Linked DNA regions of Hordeum vulgare: region 1 is linked to region 2. Evidence: chromatin contacts called from public Hi-C data. All regions are on one chromosome and are shown on one strand. The core of a region is the stretch at or near the end of the contact, and the rest is flanking DNA. Distances in the headings are between cores, read along the strand shown.

What was found. Hi-C and Micro-C count contacts between places; a contact is called where the count stands out from the background.
Region 1: a contact with region 2 is called in a Hi-C map of leaf, with 2.6 times the contacts expected there. The contact joins the promoter of LOC123401036 here to the enhancer-like site in region 2. A contact is called at or near these places in 2 of 6 Hi-C or Micro-C datasets (leaf and seedling).

Annotation. Positions count from the first base shown.
Region 1 is chr6H:486,699,467-486,702,411 of MorexV3_pseudomolecules_assembly, forward strand. LOC123401036 (acetolactate synthase 1, chloroplastic) reads left to right here and starts at 1,437. Exons shown (of 1, transcript XM_045094753.1): 1 at 1,437-2,945. The coding sequence starts at 1,538.
Region 2 is chr6H:486,185,290-486,188,218 of MorexV3_pseudomolecules_assembly, forward strand. No RefSeq gene overlaps it. Among protein-coding and RNA genes, the nearest start is that of LOC123402563, 94 kb to the right of the region's middle. Within about 2 kb of position 1,467, at least 3 of the 3 cell types and tissues checked have open chromatin away from gene starts, as enhancers often do. A contact at or near this core is called in leaf and seedling, where this site is marked.

The sequences.
Region 1 (2,945 bases), core at 187-2,686, 510 kb after region 2:
GAATGGATCTAATTAATTGCACATGTTATTAACCGTCTCGCTATTGGCTGTATTAATGACTTGATTTTGAGATCAATGTGACACTAGATTTTCAGATTAGTTTCCTAGGAATGGTTACGTGATTGATTTAGTGTGATTAATTTTACGTCTAATTAATTAATTGCCTTCCTAACTAAAAAATGGCTACTTCTAATTATATGCAGACCTAATTAATAGCCTCCCTGTTAGTGAATCAATTGTCAAATTGATTTGGAGTACAAAATCCCTATTTAACTAGACCCAATTAATAAATATGTAATTAACTATCTACCTAATCAATTACATTAATTGCTTGATTTTTAAATCGATTCACATTTTGTTTAACCGGAACGGAGAGAACATTACCAAGTCACGATGAGGTATAGGTCTTTGTCGATTTTGATAGTATGCCAAGTACAAAATAATAGGTTGGTCATAGAAAATTGAGATAAAAAAAGGAAACCAAAAACTAAAACTAAAAAAACCACACACTTATCAAATAGGCCAGTTAACTTTGATTGCAGTTGATATTCTGGTAAGATTTGATTTGATTTGGATATGAGTAATGGAAGGCAATGAAAGTTTGAATTTAGTTAAAATTTTCATAAGATTTGGTTTAGATGAGCTAATGCATGATGTTGTTTTGGAAAAGTGCCTACTTGATTGAGTTAATGCACATGTTAAATGGACCAGTCAAAATTAGTTGCACTTGAGCGAAAGATCACATGTAAGACGCTCGCGGGCGTAGTATGGGGTTGATGTAGTTATGGACCAAAAAATTGAGGTTTGCCGGGGCGGTGTATGACGATGGAGCTTCATTGCGATGCGTCGAAAGTTAGTAGGCACGGAAGGTACCTTGCTCTATCGCAGGCGGCCGGGACGGCCTCCCCAGCTCGCCGCAATGGTGGATCCGCCACTGGGTTGATGGGAGGTGAGGCGAGGCTACCAACTCCTCACTAGGAGTACTGATTTATTGTTGCAAATATTTTAATACCACGGAGAAAATATTTCTGAGATTTTTTTAAAGTTCTTACTGATAAGAGTTGCTTTGTAATTTCTTCAATCAATGGAATGGTCTGAAAAGTGTATCTGTATGCTTGTCAAGTTTGAATAAAGTTACAGGTCATTTAAGAGAAAAAAACACAGCCAAGAATAATCGGAGCTCTCTGCGCGTATTGGGTGGCCACGGCCCACGAACCTGTCCTATGCGTTTGGTCGACAATCTCTCGCAATGAGCGATAGATATGAGATCTCTGGTGATGTCGCAACGGGTCCAAACTAATTGCTTGTTTGAGAGGTTCAGCCTTTTCGCATCAAAAAGCTGGCCCAGACAAACCACTAAACCAGTGCCGTCCACGCCACACACACAAAAAAAAAAAGAAATATTAACACATCTGAACCACACACTCACGCGCCGCGTGACAGACAACACGAAAGACAAAAACATCACCCCTCCCCAATTCCAACCCTCTCTCCGCCTCACAGAAATCTCCCCCTCGCCCAAACCCTCGCCGCCGCCATGGCCGCAGCCACCTCCGCCGCCGTCGCATTCTCGGGCGCCGCCGCCGCGGCCTTACCCAAGCCCGCCCTCCATCCTCTCCCGCGCCACCAGCCCGCCTCGCGCCGCGCGCTCCCCGCCCGCGTCGTCAGATGCTGCGCCGCGTCCCCCGCCGCCACCACGGCCGCGCCTCCCCCCACCGCTCTCCGGCCGTGGGGGCCCTCCGAGCCCCGCAAGGGCGCCGACATCCTCGTCGAGGCGCTGGAGCGCTGCGGCATCGTCGACGTCTTCGCCTACCCCGGCGGCGCGTCCATGGAGATCCACCAGGCGCTCACGCGCTCGCCCGTCATCACCAACCACCTCTTCCGCCACGAGCAGGGGGAGGCGTTCGCGGCGTCCGGGTACGCACGCGCGTCCGGCCGCGTCGGCGTCTGCGTCGCCACCTCCGGCCCCGGGGCCACCAACCTCGTCTCCGCGCTCGCCGACGCTCTCCTCGACTCCATCCCCATGGTCGCCATCACGGGCCAGGTCCCACGCCGCATGATCGGCACGGACGCGTTCCAGGAGACGCCCATAGTGGAGGTCACACGCTCCATCACCAAGCACAACTACCTGGTCCTTGACGTGGAGGACATCCCCCGCGTCATCCAGGAAGCCTTCTTCCTCGCATCCTCTGGCCGCCCGGGGCCTGTGCTGGTTGATATCCCCAAGGACATCCAGCAGCAGATGGCCGTGCCTGTTTGGGACACGCCGATGAGTTTGCCAGGGTACATCGCCCGCCTGCCCAAGCCACCATCTACTGAATCGCTTGAGCAGGTCCTGCGTCTGGTTGGTGAGGCACGGCGCCCGATTCTGTATGTTGGTGGCGGCTGCGCTGCATCTGGCGAGGAGTTGCGCCGCTTTGTTGAGCTCACTGGGATTCCAGTTACAACTACTCTGATGGGCCTTGGCAACTTCCCCAGTGACGACCCACTGTCTCTGCGCATGCTTGGGATGCATGGTACCGTGTATGCAAATTATGCAGTAGATAAGGCTGACCTGTTGCTTGCATTTGGTGTGCGGTTTGATGATCGCGTGACTGGGAAAATTGAGGCTTTTGCAAGCAGGTCCAAGATTGTGCACATTGACATTGATCCAGCTGAGATTGGCAAGAACAAGCAGCCACATGTCTCCATTTGTGCAGATGTTAAGCTTGCTTTACAGGGGTTGAATGGTCTATTAAGTGGCAGCAAAGCACAACAGGGTCTAGATTTTGGTCCATGGCACAAGGAGTTGGATCAGCAGAAGAGGGAGTTTCCTCTAGGATACAAGACTTTTGGTGAGGCAATCCCACCGCAGTATGCTATCCAGGTACTGGATGAGCTGACAAAAGGGGAGGCGATTATTGCCACAGGTGTTGGGCAGCATCAGATGTGGGCGGCTCAGTATT
Region 2 (2,929 bases), core at 217-2,716:
ACGGTTGCGGCGCCAGCACTGGTTCACCATATGTGACGCCGGAGAATGCGACTCCGCCTCGCCAACCTCCACCGCCACGAATGGCGCCTCCACCTCTTGTGCCCGTTGCCTCGCACGACGGGCACGACACGCCATGTTTGTGTTGGAGGCCGCCCATGCATGGTGCGTCCTCTAGATCGGTGCTCGAACGGAGGTTGCATGCCTGCCACCGCGTTCGAACGCCACACGAACTACATCGCCTTCGGTCCGTGGATCTATCCGTCGATCGTGCGGACACAATTGATTTTTCGACGAAAGGAGTCGAAGGGCTGCATCGGGCGGCCTCCTCCCGGGAGCGGCTAAGCATAAGTCGTACGGTCATCTCCTTCTAGGGGCCGCGTGAGATGAGCTTATGATCAATGGATAGGGAGGTGCATGACTCTGAGCCTCTGTCCGTCATGCTAGCAAAAGCCGGAGATCGCCGGATGGGAGTTTGGTACGGTGGTGGAGTGGACTCACTAGGGTTTTGTGTGGTGAGGGAATCAAGATGAATATATGTGTGGTTGGGTGGCGTGGACCGGATCCGACGTGACGGATGAACCCGGGCACCCCAATCCTTCCCGATATCCATCCCATATCGGGGTCAGATATGAGGGGTGTCACTGGGACTAACGTTTGAGGCCAGGTTAAAGCAATTGTTGGGTCGTATTTTCATGACCGGTAAGTGAGTGATCAAGTCATTTGGCGAGGCATATGAGACGGGTTTGAGGCGTTTGAATGTTGATGGTCTCACGCAAACAATTGGCGTTGGATGGGTGCATGCTGTGGTCATCAACATGTAGCAACTTTGGTCGTTGTCCGGCCAGTGTGAGGAGCATGAATCAGGGCGTACGTACTTGGCTGCTAATGCGATCCAACTCTGACGTCTCACAGAATTGGCACCCATCGACCAGGCTGAACGCCAAACAAGTGGAACTGGATTATCCAGAGCTAATTTTACACCGACGGGGCAATCAGCCGGTACAATGATTCTTATCTAAGAAGAAAGATGACCGGAGCAGGTCCAGACAGGAGCCTGTCGCTGTACTGGTGGTTAATTTGTTAGGTCAAACGGCCACATACACTGGGTGCTTGTCGACGCGAACCCGTCCATCGCCGGTGCTAGATCGATCGAGATCGAGCAGTACTGCTTAAGCAACCAGTGGTAGATCATGCAGCAGTAGCACTAGGCTCAATGACTGTTTGGTGAATCTGGGGTCTGTGACCAGTGAAGAATAGCGCTGTACGACGTCCCTTGTGTTGTGATGATGCATGCCGACTCGGTGAAACTAACCAAGATTAATTAGGGCCTCGTCGTGATGGGCCGGCACTGACGGCGCCCGCTCACCTACCTAGAGCTAGAGGCGGTGAATTCAGGAGCAACGGTGCAGGTTTAGGTTGTACTAAAGGGGGTACGTCAGAGCAGCTATAGGGGGGGAGGCAAACAGCAAGAGGCGATAGCGTGACAGGAAACTGAACGGACAGCGCGGTAGGGCGCGGCGGGAGGCCATCTACATCCTCACCCGTCGCTCTCGTACGTAGATCCCCGGAGACACGCGTGAATCGCCGTGCCAGCGACGCCACGGCCGGCCGCGGAGGTCTCCTCCTTCCACAGATCGATGCTCGACTATACACACATCTCGCCTGTGCAGTTGGTTTCTAAGGTGTCTGTGACAGGGTTTCTTAGTTCTTACAACCAACGAGCTGTTCACCGAAAACTCAGCCTGTTACGGGAAGCAGGTGGCCGGTGTGGAGTGTATTATTTCATGCCGCAACGCTCAACGGCGAAGCCCACGTGCCGCCCTTGCTGTCGTGCCTAACAAACTTCTATTGCCGGCCCGTCTTAATGCTCGGCTCCCGGGGGCACCACGCACCGGCCGCCCCCGCGACGGTGCGTGTTGGGCGAGTAGTTCGTGCTCGGATACACGGATCGATCGCGTAGGTGATATGCATGCGTCGCGCGCCAGTTGCAGCTCCGGCGAGGGGGACGGGGCCCAAGATTGAGACTGAGATATATGCGGTCGTGGCCCTCGTGGGGACTCGGGGAGATAAGAGGGGCGGCCAAGCCAAGCTCGGCCTTTTGCCTTTTGGAGTTCAATGGCGATTCGCCGTGGTCCTCTCGTCCAGTCGTGGCCTAATTACTTGCCTCTCGTGGCGCATCCTGAAAGTGAGAGGTGCCCTTGTGGTTATGCCGTTATGGTCCTCACTAGCTAAGCCGCGGCTACCCATGGTATGCCGTACGTGCAGCGATGCAGCTCCTCGAGTGCTTATCTTTGCTAGCTACGACGTCCAAAACTACATCCAAAACTCTGATTTTCTCTGGCATAAAAACAGATGACTTTGTCTATAAATATTCATTCGAATGAGCTGAAAACAGCCGGGATTACGGGCCAAATCGTGCGAGTTTTTGTCCCCCTCGCGTCAAACTCGAAAACGTAACTGACGCGCGTACGTTGCCGTCTTCAGGGCTCACTTATCAGTAGTAGTTATTATTTTATGCCCTTGGGCACAGGGAAGTGATCGCTAGCTAGCTAATGACCCGGAGATTTCATTGCGACGAGAAGAACCTTACAGGTGCAAGCCACCAAATTGGCATATCCCTGGTGGCACGGGATTTGTTTGTCACGGCTGGCCTCACACTCGTCCATCCATGCATGCCTGTCCACCGTATAGGCCCCATAGCGTCAAAGGGATAGCAAGAATATCAAGGCAGGGAGGTGCCAAAATGACGGGCGGTGCTTGAGGGCTACTCACGACCTTCTGGTAAGCCTAGAGAGTAGAGAGGAGAATCGTTAGGACCCTGTCCCGTCCATGGTGTCATCTCTCCAACCAAACAGCGTGTGCGTGAATGGACGCGCATGGCCTGTGCATGAGCGGACGTGGGGGGAGTCGATATGCCAGAGACAAGTTG